Linked DNA regions of Mus musculus: all the other regions are linked to region 2. A link is a contact called in public HiChIP or PLAC-seq and promoter capture Hi-C data. All regions are on one chromosome and are shown on one strand. Each heading gives the region's core, a stretch centred on a gene start, on an enhancer-like site or on the middle of the called end of the contact. The rest is flanking DNA. Distances are from core to core; before and after follow the strand shown. Region 1 holds the start of Eif5a (eukaryotic translation initiation factor 5A). Region 2 holds the start of Med11 (mediator complex subunit 11). Region 3 holds the start of Chrnb1 (cholinergic receptor, nicotinic, beta polypeptide 1 (muscle)). Region 4 overlaps Derl2 (Der1-like domain family, member 2). Region 5 holds the start of Eif4a1 (eukaryotic translation initiation factor 4A1).

Region 1 (2,700 bases), core at 148-2,647, 530 kb before region 2:
CTCCCACTTTTCCCAGGATGCACCAGTCCTGTCGGCTTTTCAGGCCCAGCCTGTACAGTCAGTAGAAAGTGAGGGGTGGTGAATGACAATAAAATGAAAGCAAAAGATTCGTAGTAGTAATAGAAATCGTACTAGGCTGGCAGAGTAAAGGACTTTAAAACACAGTAACTCCCAAACAAAACACGACAGGGAAGGCACTGGCATGGTGAAGATCGAAGATCACCGCAGGGGAACTAGAAGCTCACTACTTTCAGGCGCTGTCGGCATGGGCCGAGAAAGAGTTGGGCATCAGTCCAATCGCCCTCAGTTTCCCCACTTTTCCCGGTTTCCCCAGCAAAGCAGTACCACTTACATCTGGCTGGACGTCTCACTTCATATGAAGACTGAGGGATGAGCTCCAGAGGCCCATGAGGCTGGGGAACACTAACATATGCCTGCAACGGGCCCTGCGGGATGAGTGAGACCCAAGGGTAGGGTCTCTCCCGCACGCCAAAATCCAAGGCTCCGGAGAAACCCAAAAAAGACCAGAGCTCCTTGCGCTGAGGGTTGCCGGCTCGCGCCCACCATGTGGTCGCCCGGGGCTTCCGGTGGCCCGGGCCAGGGGGGAGGGGTCCCCGTGCAGCCATGCGGCCCCGGTCAACGTTCGGCCGCATGGCCTCGGACCCCGAGGGCAGCCTCCAATGGGGAACACTTCCGGTGCTACGGCTGCCCCTGCCCCAAAGCTGCGCCAGGCCAGGACCATGCCGCCTCCCCTCCCCCCGCCGGCCGCCAACCCCCTCCACATGCCCTCACCTAACAGCCCCCTCCCCCACCTCACGTGGCCGCGCAGCGCCGGTCCTCAACCGCACAGGAGCCTTTGCCCTGTCTGGGCCGATCTGGCCCCGGGCCCTCGCCCCGGCGTGGCCGCCTGGCGGCCTCTCCCGCGTGGCGGCCTCGCGGCTCGCCGTCCCCCGCCCTGCGTCGCTCCAACGTCACCCGGCCGGCCCCAACCGTCACCCCTCGCGCCAACCGGGCCCTGCACCCGCCTCTCCGCACCTCGCGCCGCTCCCTCACCGAACCCGTGCGGCGACAGCCGCCGCTCCCTTCTGCCCCCCTCCCCGACCCCCGCGTAGTTCCGTCTCTCGTTCGTAGCTCAAACCGAGGTTACGCGCAGGCGCGCCCTGCCCGCTCTCACCTCGCGCGAACGCACTGACTTGACCTGGTCCGCTCGCCGCGAGCCCAACTGCTGCCTCCGAACCCGCTACTGTGCTGCCGCCGCCGCCGCCGCCGCCTCTAGCGCCGCCGCCGCTGCTGCACACGGGTCTTAGTACGCAGGCGCCGACTCCCCACTGACCAACCAAGCAGCCCTATGACAGCCGCGCAAGCGTGCTAGGTAGCTCCACCACCTTCCACCCCCGCACTGCGCAAGCGCATGGACCCTCCCCGATCTCCACCCTCTCTCCCACCTACCCATCGGATGACGCACACACGTGACCCCGCCCCTTTCCAGTCCGTAGTGCTTCCAACCAGTCGGCAATGCGCAGGCGCACCGGGTTTTTTTTTTTTTTTTTTAAATCCCTTCAACCTCTTCTTCCCTCCCCTTGAGCGACAGCTCGCTCTACCGGGCAACCCTTGCGGCTGCGCAATACAGAACCCTGCACTCCACACCCTCCGAAGGAAACGCCTGGGTCTCAACGCATGCGTGTTAGGAATCCTAAACGCCCCTTCCACCTCAGACGTCGTCCCTACGCGGGGTGTTGAAAAGACCACGCCACTGTGCTGCTTGCGGCGTCAAGAACGCATGCGTCTGAGCAGGCGCCACACCTCGGCTTTAACTGGAATTGAACAACTCACAAACACGTTTCTGAGAACCTTTCTAGTTAGGTGTGTGGCTCTTCTCCGAATCGCTGTCCCAGCTCTGCACGTGCTCAAGAGACTGCTTTCCGTGGGAGACTCTGCTCTCACGCTAGTGTGGTCGGATTACAACCATCCCGGCTTCGGTACTTTACACAACTTGTGCGCTATAGTTTCAGTATCCAGAGCTATCCGATACAAGCCACCATCTTGTCTAAACCCTGGTTAGTGTTGATTCCTAAGGTTCGCATAGAAGCTTTTCCTTTCTAAATCCTAAATAAAGAGAACTACATAGCGTTTCCGATTGTTTTCCCAGGTCGGCTTGAGGTTTCTAAAAGGAAATGTCTAATGTTTCTTCCAAAATCAAACTCCCTATGAGAAGAGTGGCTCTGGACCAGGCGACACAGACTTTATTGCCAGATCGCTAGGAGGCTGAGACTTGTTATAAAGCCAGCACATAAAGTTGGTCTTGAAATTTATGATGCCTGTAATCTCTGAGTTTGAGAAACTGGAGCAGGAGAATAGAAAAAAACAAAACAGTGCAATATTAAATTACTTTGACGTTATCTAAAGATGAGCGATCAGGATTCCTACTCCTTAGATAATGCAGGCGTGGTGGAGCACTCCCTTAATCCTGTAAGAGCCAGGTGGGTTCAAGGCCAGTCTGGTCTGTACAGTGTGAATTCTTGACTCAAAAGCAAAACAAAAAAATCTGGTCTAGGAATCTAAACCTTTTTGGTGGTAGTGGTGGTTTTGTTGTTGTTTTTCAAGACAGGGTTTCTCTGTGTAGCTCTGGCTGTCCTGGAACTCACTCAGTCGACCAGACTGGCCTTAAGATCCACCTGCCTCTGCCTCTCGTGTTGGGAT
Region 2 (2,700 bases), core at 141-2,640:
TCCCAGCAACCACACAGTACCTCAAAACTGCCTACAGCTCCAGTTCTAAACAATCCAATGTCCTCTCTAACCTCCATGAGCAATGCATGCACATCACTCACAGACACACATACAGATACAAAATACCCTTACTCACCAAATTAAATAAATAAATCTTGGTGGGCAGTGGTGATGCACACCTTTAATCCCAGTACTCAGGAGACAGAGGCAGGCGGATCTTGGTGAGTTCGAGGACAGCCTGACCTACAGAGCAAGTTCCAAGACAACCAGGGCTACAAAGAGAAACCTTGTCTCAAAAAAACCAAATAAAATAAAATAAGCTAACAAACACCATTGAGTGAGAGAACATTTCATTTATCTCTATATCCATAGAGCCTAGCACACCTAATTGATAATCAAAGACAGAAAGGTCGAGGGAAGGAACCAGGACATGAGAATGAGCTGGGCTCAGGATCAGGAAGAAGCCTTAGGCACGGAGAATGTCATGCTTTCCTTGGGAGAGGTTGGCCACCAAAGAGCCCATGACTACCCAGTATGGAGGAACCCACTTGAACTCCCACTGTCATCACCTGGCCCAGGGCCAATGCTTAATAATAAATTCTTATAAATTCAGTAAGTCAGACAGTTAACTAAATCAGAGAGGTCTGAGTGGCTTTGGGCCACAGGGCTGTTTCAGTGGTGGCTCATATCTTTAATCCCAGTATTTAGGGAGGCAGAGGCAGTGATACTCAATTTGTGGGGAAGGGGGTGAGGGGAAGACTAGTGCCCAAGTCATGTCTGGCCACCCTTCTTTAATAAGCCAATTAAAAATGGAAAGTTAAAAAAGGAGACGTATCCAATGTGGCCACATTGGGAAGAGTGACAAAGAGATCCGGCAAGCCCCCTCAAGTCAGTCTTCAGGGTGCTAACGCAACATCAAAGTTTAAATAGAGCAAGGTTGTGCACATCTAAGTACCCCACCCCCACCCGCACCCCCACCCTCAGTCAAGGTGTGTGGTCACACCCATCACTGACTATTCATTATCTGGGCTTCAGTCTCATCCTGTAAAGTGGTCTGACAAGTTGTTAGAACTGTGTAAAATCTCTTTCTGGAAGACAAGTTCTGATAGTCAAGACTGAAGAGATACAAGTATCTCTTTAAACTATCTTCATTTTTGACAGACCTATTACACCAGAGGATCTCTATGAGTTCCAGGCCAACTTGGTCTAAACTGAGATCCTGTCAGAAAACAAGTCAATAACCGCCTCTTTCCACCCCTGTCTGGCCTGGCATTAGCGCCCTGGCAGTCAGACTAGACCAGGTAGACTCGGAAGGGCGAGGCCGCGCTGAGCATCCTGGGAATTGTAGTGTTCGCTGCAGTGGCCTCTGCGCAGGCGCACATTAACAGGCATTTCCGGGCTGTGGCGCCACACCTCGCAAAAGACGGCCTGTGGGGCTTTCCACTGGAACGATGGCTACCTACAGTCTGGCGAACGAGCGGCTGCGCGCCCTGGAGGATATCGAGCGTGAAATCGGCGCCATCCTCCAGAACGCAGGTTCGGGAAGCGAGGGGCAGACGGCAAGGGGTGAAGACCAGCCCGGGACTCTGCGTGCAGTTGGGGCGGGACCTGAATGCTAGCCTTAGGGCGGGGCTGAGTCTGAAGCCTGGGTCTGACATCGCCCTCTCCCCGCCCTGGCAGGAACGGCGATCCTGGAACTGTCCAAGGAAAAGACTAACGAGCGGCTCCTCGACCGGCAGGCGGCAGCCTTCACCACTTCTGTGCAGCACGTGGAGGCAGAGCTATCCGCTCAAATCCGCTACCTCACTCAGGTGGGTGTGTCTAGAAGGTGCTGGGCGGGGACCCCAGCTCTGAACCAACGCCCTAGCCTTGGGGATTCCCTGAGCTTTAGCTAGGTAAGACTGCCTCTTACGCGATAGGTACTTTCATTTCAGGGCTGGTTTAGTCCTCTAAAAGGAAAGGATTAAAAATGTCTAGGGTGTATAAACAATACCCTAGGCATACCAGCTGGCACAGGCCGGTATTCTGAGCTACTTAAGTGCCTGAGGCTGGAAGATCACAAGTTCAAAACTTGTCTGGGCAATTCAGACCCAGTAGGTCAGAAAGAGAGTTGGAGCTCTGTGTTAGAGCACTTACCTACCATAAAGAGGCCCAGGTACTGAAATAAATAAATAAAAATAAATAAATAAATAAATACTGAAGCTACCGAACGTTGTTCCCAGAAACTTGTGAGGCCATATTTGCTTGGGGACTAAGAAGACAGACATCGCTAAGAGGCTTCCAGAGTCTTTACTCCAGCTGCTACTGTTTACTGACATCTGTGGTGTGCTGGGCATATCCTAAAACTCTAGGAAGTATTCGCTGTGGTCCCTATTTCATAGATGAGGTTCACACAGTGGTTAAGCTTTTTCTTTTTTTTTTTTTTTTGTTGTTGTTGTTGTTGCCTTAGAACACTGAGTTACCAGTCAACTAATGTAGATCAAACTTGGGAAAGATGTGAGACCAGAGAAATAATACTGCCCGGTTGTGGGTGGTAAAGAGAGGCAGTACCCCATTGATTGATCTGACTTGTAGGTGGCCACAGGGCAGCCGCATGAGGGCTCCAGCTACTCTTCCAGGAAGGACTGTCAAATGGCTCTAAAGCGAGTAGACTACGCCCGCCTCAAGATTAGTGATGTGGCGAGAACCTGTGAGCAGATG
Region 3 (2,700 bases), core at 37-2,536, 660 kb before region 2:
TTCACAGACATATGCAAGCAAAACACCCATTCACATAAAATAAAAATAGAATAATTTAAGAAATAACTGAAGAGATTGAACTAGCCACCCTAAAGTGATGTTCAACCTGCATGCAGTTCAGGATCTTTCAAGGATGGGAATTCAAATTAGTGATCCCCAAACTTGTATCTTAAATTTGTTGATCGAAAATTCTGTTTCAGTTATTATATGTGTACGTTGTGAGTTACTATTAAAAAAAAATCTTACTGGGATGAGGACTCCAGGAGATTAATATAAAGGAAACAGGGTGCCTTTCCCTAACCCACGAGGTCTCCATACCAGGTCTAAGTACACCTTTGTGCTCATTTCTTCATCCTTCTCGTTCTAGAATGGAAAAGTTAAAAGGCAGAAGTGAAATGAAGTGGGTGGAAACGAGGGTTCGGTGAGTTACTTTCTCCATGGAATCTCTAGTCCCTTTCTCTAAATTGCACCTTCTTGGGTGCAAACTCCATCTCATATCAATCTCGAAACACCAGCCTTGGTGCCTGCTTTCCTTTCTTTTACGTCGAGGTTAAGTCACGGGCCACGCCCGGCGTCTAATGGATACAACTCTGAATCTCCGCTCAGAGTTGTTTATTGACTGCTTAGGTACCAAGCTCTGCTGGACTTTGCTAGAATATTACACAGCCCCGCCTCGAGGTCCTCCCGGTAGCAGGTCCTTCTGCCCCAGCTCCGCCTCAAAACCCGCCCACAGGCGAGTTAGCAGAACAGTATTCTGTACCTATCATAGAGGCCTCGCCCATGAACTAGTTCATTGGTCTGATTTTTACCCAATCACCGCCAAAGGCTTGTCTGCCTCTTAGCATAACCCGCCCGCCCCCAGGCTGTCGATCTTCTGGGCAGCGTCTAAAGCCACGCCCCCAGTCGGTCCTGCCCAGCGACTCCACCCGCAGTGCCGCTCTCACCAGGCTGATGAGTTGCGCCAGGGTGAGGCCGATGCTGACCCCGACGCGGTCTCCCACCTCCCGCGCCGGCCTCACCGAGCTATCATAGTTGGAGAAAAGTTTCTTAATCAGTTGGCCTTCGGCTTCCGACCCGCGGGCGCCTGACGAAGGAAAGCACTAAGTGACGCTCCCGGGGCTGGCCGTGACCATTGCTCATCACTGCCTCTTGGAGACCCAAACTGACTTACCTGGGGCGAGGGGCGTCCCGAGTACCCCTAGAAGCAGAAGCAGCGCCCCTAAGGCCATGGCCCTGCCTCTTTCGCTCAGTGAAGTTTGTCCGGATAGCGGCCTCAGGCCAGGGGAAGTGACGAGGCGCCCAGGAATGTGCACCTGTTGTCGGGGGACCAGACGCCAGCCCACCCGCCCCGCCCTCGGGACTTGGTCCCGCCCGGAGCAACTGCAGTCGCCCTCCACTCACAAATGTCAGATAACACTCCGGTTGTATAAATCATCTTTAATTACAGAAAGCATGAAGTGGAGACCCCGTCCCCTGAGAGCAGTGCCAGGAGATGGGCGGAGCCTGAGCGGGGTTTGTATGAGGGAGGGGGGCATCTCTTGCAACAAGCCAGAAGTAAAAGGGCCTGAGGAAAAGTGACCTGTCTTTGAGCACTAGCCCCTCCCTTAGGACCTCAATAGACGTTTCCACCTACATCTGCTAGACTCAGAATCTACCTCCTATTTTACTAGAGGTTCCCCATGGCTTTCTCCGTTTTTCAGGTCCTTTTTGGGTACTTAGAACCCACCTGAGGTTTAAAAGCTGTAAAGTAAAGTAAATTCTATTTAGTTAGAAGCTCTGGGGATACATATGAGGTCTGGGAGCCCAAGAGGCTCCTCGTTTCCTAAGCCTGACCTGTAGAGGGCTCGGAGAAGTTGAACTTATTGCTGAGTTGGGGGTCTCTCTGCTGTGAGGGGGAGTCAAGGCTGTGTCCCTATTTGTCCTTTTTAATTCTAGAGTTATTCTCATTGTAGACCTTAGCTTCCTGTTGTTTGAGACAGGGTCTCACATAGCCTAGGCTGGCCCTGACCTCACTAGGTAGCCCAGGCTAGCCTTTTATTTCCTGATTCTCCTCCTCTCCTTTACCTCACAGATGCAGCATACCATATCAGAACGAAAGTCCTCAGCTTTAAAAGGGATCTGGAAGGAATTCCTGCTGAGGTAGCTAAGTGTTCAGACACAGGTTCAATCATACCATGGCATTTTCTCCCTCTCAGCTTCCCTTCTAGGAGCCAGGTATATTCTTCCAGAATTCCTGTATCTTTCCCCAGACTCTTGTCTCCCTGGCAGAACCCTAGTTGGAATGCTGAAACTAGAAACCATGTAAAAGTAAGGTTAGTATTCTGGAGGGACTATTTTTAGAAAATTATTTAGGAAAAGCAAGAAGTGGTTCTTGATCCGTTCAGTACTGATTAGTTCTCTCTCTCTCTCTCTCTCTCTCTCTCTTTCTCTCTCTCTCTCTCTGTGTGTGTGTGTGTGTGTGTGTGTGTATGTGTGTGTGTGTATTGGCTTTTGAGACAGGGTTTTGCTATTGTAGCCCAGGATGGCCTCCAACTCAGGATCTGTCTGATTCAGCCTCCCGGGTGCTGAATTACAGGTGTGTGCCACCAAGCACAGCTCAGAGCCAATCAGTTTTTAATTAATCATAGCTGAGTTCTACCCATAGCTCATCCTTTAATTGCTAGAGAAAGTGGAAGGGTAGGTCTAGAACTTACTCTAGTA
Region 4 (2,700 bases), core at 12-2,511, 560 kb after region 2:
GGAGTGGGGGAGACACAGAAGGAGTTGAAGGGGAGACAGGGAGAAGCAGACATGATGCAAATACAGTAATTATATAGGAAATTACCAAAAAAGTATCTAGAGAGTGAAAGACACAAGACTGCTTATCCGACAGAGAAACTGCTATGCGTAAGAAGAATCACAGAGGATTTACTTCCTTCTATTTTTTTTCTTGATGTTGTTGTTGTGGCGCACGCCTTTGATCCTAGCACTCGGGAGGCAGAGGCAGGTGGATTTCTGAGTTGGAGGCCAGCCTGGTTTACAGAGTGAGTTCCAGGACAGCCAGGGCTACACAGAGAAACCCTGTCTCGAAAAACAAAACAAAAAAAACCCCCCAAAACAAGCAAACAAAAATTCCCGTAAGATGGCCTCTTGGTATGGTAGCTAGGTTGGCGTCAAACTTTGAATTGATCAGCCTCAGCCTTCAGAGTAGATGGGGCAACAGGTATACACTAGCATACCTCACCAGCTCATTCTTTTTCTTTTTGAGATTTATTTTCCATTTTAGTTTTTTTTTTAAAGGTTTATTTACTTGTGTATTTTATGTATACGGGTATTTTGTCTGCATGTATATCTGTACACCAAAAGAGGGTATCAAATCCATGGGACTATAGCTATAGACAGTTGTTAGCATCCAGTGGGTGCTAGGAATTGAACCTGGGTCTTCTGGGGGAAGCAGCTGGTCCTGTTACCACTGAACCATGTTCATTCCTTTTTGCTTAACTATTCCACAACGCAGAGCTTATATCAAATCATTTTGTTGCCTCAATAGAGCCCATCTTCCATGTAATAATTCCCAAGAACACAACATTCTAGAGCAGAAAAAGGTCTTATAAATTAAAACTATAGCTCTAGGAACTGCAGTATAAAAGTGAAGAGATGAGCCAGGAGGTGGTGGCGCACGCCTTTAATCCCATCACTTGGGAGGCAGAGGCAGGCGGATTTCTGAGTTTGAGGCCAGTCTGATCTACAATGTGAGGTCCAGGACAGCCAGGACTATACGGAGAAACCCTGTCCAAAAAAAAAAAAAAAAAAAAAATGTGTTTCAAATTGGTAGACCAGCCAGCCAGTATAGCTTCAGGTCCAAAGCCTTTCCCTTCTGTTTCCCTGCATCTCTCCAGCACCCCCTTCGCTGATCAGAACGCTATCAGCTTGTCCTCTGGACTGTGCTGCTCATGCTGCTGTTCACGTCTCTCTACTTAGACAGCAGCTTTCACAAACCTGCAAGCTCCTCTCTGGGACACGAGTCCTAGTGGTCATTCAGGACAGTACCTGCAAGTCACCCCATGATGTCAAGAGCTCAGTAATCACAACCCTGGCCCAATCTGTTTCTGGCCAATCCAAGAGCTCCCCACTGCAGACATGTTGCTCAATCTGCAAACACTTACTGATACGAACCAGGCACTGAGAGGGCCCAAAATAAATCGCGATCATGGTTTGTCTGCATGAACCATGGAACACAGAGTTAAATACTCACAAAATAGATGGTGTTTTCAGAATTCTTATTCCACCAGGCTGATTGGGAAATATATCTTCCAAGAAAAAATATATGTGCCCAACTGCAATACCTATAATCAACCAGAAATAAAGGATAAAAGGAAGAGTCAAATTTCAAGTTTAAGTTCCCTATCATCGTATACTTTACTTAGGATAATTATTTAAAAAATATCAATGAGTTAATAGCTTTCAGATATAATTATTAAACAATCATATTAATAGCTATCTATATATAAACATAATAAACATGAAAGACAGTGACAGAATACATGATCAGGTAAAATAGTAGAAAAAGTAGTGATAAGACACTTACCCAAAAGGTCCACTATAATTGAGTTCCCCAGCAACAGGGAAAACCCCATGAGCACCCAGGGCAGGAAGGGGGCCTGGAAGTTTAGAAGACCAAAGAAGTTCATGCGGACATACGGGTTCCTTCGGCTCCACACGTAGACCAGCATTATTGTAAAGGCCTGGCCTAAAAAAACTAAGCTCACAAACAAACCAAAGAGCTAGCAAAGGGCATTAAGGGAAATATCAGCAGGAAAGCTTGGTAGGCAAGGCTAAAGCAAAGAGCTAAGGCTGCCCTTTAGCTAAGCTCTGAGTTACAAAAGCTGAGTAGTGACATTTTTAAACTAAAATTAAAAAAAGCCTGAAATTAATTACCCAAGGCATCTAGGCAGAAACTGGCTTGGGCTGAATTATCCGGATTATAGCTACTACAAACTAAAATTCTGCTCTAAAGAAAGAATTCACCCATTTTATGTATATGAGTGCACTGTCTTTATGCGCACCAGAAGAGGACATCAGATCACAGATGGTTGTGAGCCACCATGTGGTTGCTGGGAATTGAACTCAGGACTTCCGGAAGAGCAGTCAGTGCTCTTAACCGCTGAGCCATTTCTCCAGCCCTAGAATTCTGTTTCGTGATGCTCTTGCCTTTTGGGGAAACATTAATTCCTTTGACAGTACGTACAGTGAGGCTCCTTCACCACCACCACCTTTACAGGTGCTGAAGCATGCAGGCTGGAAGAAAGCCTTCTTGGCACTCGGCACTACACCTAAGTGACACACAGAACGAATTCTCTTCTTTTTAAAAACATTTGTATCAGTCTTGACAGTGACTTAATAAACGTCTTCTTACCAACCTAGTTTAAAAACGAAGTCAACTGTGAACTTACTGAGATG
Region 5 (2,700 bases), core at 36-2,535, 780 kb before region 2:
ACACACATTCACACTCTCTCTCTCTCTCTCATACACAAAACGCCGAGATGCGGTCTTTGCAGCCAGGCCCACATGTTCTAGGTCTGGTGGATCAAAGCGCGTGCACCTCCTGGATGAACACCAAGGCCACCGGAAGTCCCGCCTTCCACCTCCGAGTTCCGTGGGTGGGCCATCCCCTTCCCCCCACGTCATGCCGCCCGCGCCCTCCCCCACTCCCTCTGGCCGGCCCCCCTCCACAGTACCCGGATGTGGGAGGCCGCGGGCGGTGGCGGCCTCGCGCACAATGAGCCCCAGCCGCGCTCGCAAAGGGGGAGATTGCACAACAGACAAGCGAAACAGGCTGGGGGAGGGGAATCTCTCAAGCGGCCATGTGCTCATTCGCTCCGCCACTCGGCGGCGTCTCCCCCGCCATGGAACAATCCGCAACCCGCCCGCCCCCGTCGAGAAATGGCGTCGCCCTCCCATACCTCAGGCCGCTCACCCCCGAAGGAAAGTGGACCTGCCCATCCGCAGTTTGCCAATTGCCCGGCTTGTGCGGCAAAATGGACCCGCCCGCCAGGCGCCGGGTGGGTTCCCCGTGCCTCACGCGGCCGCTCCTCCGGGTTAGGCTCTTTCCTGGCCGTCAAGAAGGCCAGCGCCCTGATCGGCCGGTTTCTTCTTCCCCGACCCACATTCCAAGCGCGACGGAGGGACTCGCTGAAGACCGGGGCACCCCTGCTTGTCGCGAGTGGTACCGCCAGAACTCTCCGGAACCCTCGCTCGCACGCCCTGCCCGACACAGGGAGGCAGCCAGACCAGCCGGCTCCGGGCCGCGCAGCCGCCTCTTTCCCACGTTATGTCGCGACCTCATCTTGCCTTTCAGTATCCGAGCTTCGCGTACGGCGTTCCCACAGGCCGAGGCCTCGTGACGAAGCTCGCGCCCTCCGCCCTAGCCAGGTCGTCCTTCCCCGTAACCACACTGGGGTCAGCGGCGGCCATGGGAATCTCCCCCACCCCCCCAACCCCGGACGGTTCCTCCCGGCTCGGTTCTCCCGCAACCTGGTAGGTTCGGTGCGATGGGCCTCTCAACTTCCCCACGGCGGGCCCTTTGGAGGGAACTACGGGGTAAGTAGCCATAACCTTTTGCAAAAGCCTTTCTTACCGAGAATCCTGACTCGCAGACATGATCCTTAGAATCTAGGGCGGAGTGCCCGCCTATCGACAACTTATAGAGCGTCCGACCCCGCCCCAGCCATCGCATTGGCTTGGCCACCTCTGCCCCGCCTGCCGGCGCTCTGCAACTCGACGTGACGTTACTTTGTAGGCGCTTTAGTTCGGACGCCCTATTGGGTAGTTTGAAAGCCCATCATGGCCTAGCCCCGCCCTATGGCCTCATTGGCTGAAGGGTCCGCCTTTCTCGCTGGTGCGGAAGTGACATACTTAAGTCGGGCCTCGCGGCGGGGCAGCCATCTTGGAACCCAGCACCTTTACACGTGCGGAGGCGATCGTGCCTTAGTCATGTGGCTCAGCAGGTCCTATCAAGCGACGGGGGTGAGGCCTTAGCCTCCAGGAACTTCCGGGCAGTCTGGACTGCCACTTTCCTTTACCTGGGTTTTCTTTACAGGACAAGTTTTATTTATTCTTCCGTTCAGGAAAATATTGTAGCGATATCTCATTGGATAGTAAGTTTCCCCGACTGGAGACAAAAAGGATGGAACCCACTTTTGGGTTAAAGGGCATAGGGGGATAAGCTGTCAAGGATTGTCCCACTCAATCACTGGTTCATTTAGTATGTTTCCAGTTTCTCCTGGGCTTCCTTACATGAATAAGCGAGTCTTAATTCATATTTACTGCCATCTGCTCCCCGGGGATGGCATCTATCGAAAGCTGGACTCTCAAGCCCTGAAATGGGGATCGCTAACAGTGTTAGCTGGAAGAAGACCTGAGATAAAGCACAGCCACTATTTTGAGGCCCCTTAAGGAAGACCACCACTTGCATATCTTCAAAGGATCCTTTATTGACCAGAGCAGGACCGTGGCATTTTTATATATATTTATATATATAAAAAAAAGTTTGAAGATCGGGCAGGCAGTAATCCCTTTGCGCGTCCACCACCCCCACACTGTTTTCCTGCCCTCTGAACATGGAAGGAGGAATGGCTGCTCCACCTAGGCCACAAGGCAACATTCTCCTATAGAGGGAGAAAGAGGCTTGCTTTTATGTGGCCATTCCCTTCCCATCAGAAATCAATATACTCGCAGCAAAAAAAAACAAAATACAGAAACCAAACATTTAAATATGAAAATCCAAAGGGAATTGGGTAGAGAAACAAAAAGGAACTAGAGTTTCTTGGGAAGGGTCTCCCTTTCCCCTGCCCACTGATGGGCTAAGGGTCTGGGGTATGAGGCTCACACAGTGAGTTTGCAGTGACACAGTTCCTTGTAGATCTGACGACGGAGTTTGGGCATGTCCTGCTGGGTGAAGCTGAATGGCTGAGACAGGGCCAGGTGCTTGCAGTACTGGGTGTTAACAAAGTAGACCATGAGAACAGTTTACTGAGCACCCTCCCAAGTCAGGACCTGTGCTACACATTTCACACAAAATACATCTTAATTTCTCAGAAAATATCTGTTTCTCATACACACTGCCATTATAGACTAAGCCTGGGGCTTCAACAAGCCTACATAATATATCTGGTGTTTAAACTGGAAAATATATTT

What was found. Promoter capture Hi-C pulls out the DNA fragments that hold promoters and counts their contacts. HiChIP or PLAC-seq counts read pairs in DNA pulled down with a chosen protein or histone mark.
Region 1: a promoter capture Hi-C map of embryonic stem cells shows a contact between it and region 2. The contact joins the promoter of Eif5a here to the promoter of Med11 in region 2. A contact is called at or near these places in 5 of 39 promoter capture datasets (the HPC-7 cell line, cranial neural crest, embryonic stem cells and 1 more) and 3 of 115 datasets of contacts at active chromatin or transcription factors (embryonic stem cells, microglia and pancreatic cancer cells).
Region 3: a contact with region 2 is called in an HNF4G HiChIP or PLAC-seq map of pancreatic cancer cells. The contact joins the promoter of Chrnb1 here to the promoter of Med11 in region 2. A contact is called at or near these places in 2 of 115 datasets of contacts at active chromatin or transcription factors (microglia and pancreatic cancer cells).
Region 4: a contact with region 2 is called in a promoter capture Hi-C map of liver, with 4 times the contacts expected there. The contact joins the enhancer-like site here to the promoter of Med11 in region 2. A contact is called at or near these places in 3 of 39 promoter capture datasets (the HPC-7 cell line, liver and pre-B cells), 1 of 484 Hi-C or Micro-C datasets (B cells) and 1 of 9 other capture datasets (liver).
Region 5: a contact with region 2 is called in a FOXA1 HiChIP or PLAC-seq map of pancreatic cancer cells. The contact joins the promoter of Eif4a1 here to the promoter of Med11 in region 2. A contact is called at or near these places in 1 of 39 promoter capture datasets (liver) and 1 of 115 datasets of contacts at active chromatin or transcription factors (pancreatic cancer cells).

The regions. Positions count from the first base shown.
Region 1 is chr11:69,919,989-69,922,688 of GRCm38.p6, forward strand. Eif5a (eukaryotic translation initiation factor 5A) reads right to left here and starts at 1,398. Exons shown (of 6, transcript NM_181582.4): 1 at 1,175-1,398.
Region 2 is chr11:70,450,528-70,453,227 of GRCm38.p6, forward strand. Med11 (mediator complex subunit 11) reads left to right here and starts at 1,391. Exons shown (of 3, transcript NM_025397.3): 1 at 1,391-1,536; 2 at 1,681-1,811; 3 at 2,575-2,700. The coding sequence starts at 1,452.
Region 3 is chr11:69,794,651-69,797,350 of GRCm38.p6, forward strand. It overlaps Chrnb1 (cholinergic receptor, nicotinic, beta polypeptide 1 (muscle)), which reads right to left and starts at 1,287. Exons shown (of 11, transcript NM_009601.4): 1 at 1,172-1,287; 2 at 945-1,084; 3 at 319-363. The coding sequence starts at 1,229. It overlaps Fgf11 (fibroblast growth factor 11), which reads right to left. Exons shown (of 5, transcript NM_001362623.1): 5 at 1,418-2,700.
Region 4 is chr11:71,011,615-71,014,314 of GRCm38.p6, forward strand. It overlaps Derl2 (Der1-like domain family, member 2), which reads right to left. Exons shown (of 7, transcript NM_033562.4): 5 at 1,829-2,024; 6 at 1,496-1,586. Among named protein-coding and RNA genes, the nearest start is that of Derl2, 6.3 kb to the right of the region's middle. Within about 2 kb of position 1,262, at least 6 of the 459 cell types and tissues checked have an H3K27ac peak or open chromatin away from gene starts, as enhancers often do. A contact at or near this core is called in liver, where this site is marked.
Region 5 is chr11:69,671,138-69,673,837 of GRCm38.p6, forward strand. It overlaps Eif4a1 (eukaryotic translation initiation factor 4A1), which reads right to left and starts at 1,286. Exons shown (of 11, transcript NM_144958.4): 1 at 1,142-1,286. The coding sequence starts at 1,164. Senp3 (SUMO/sentrin specific peptidase 3) reads right to left here. Exons shown (of 11, transcript NM_030702.4): 11 at 1,973-2,499. The coding sequence ends at 2,389.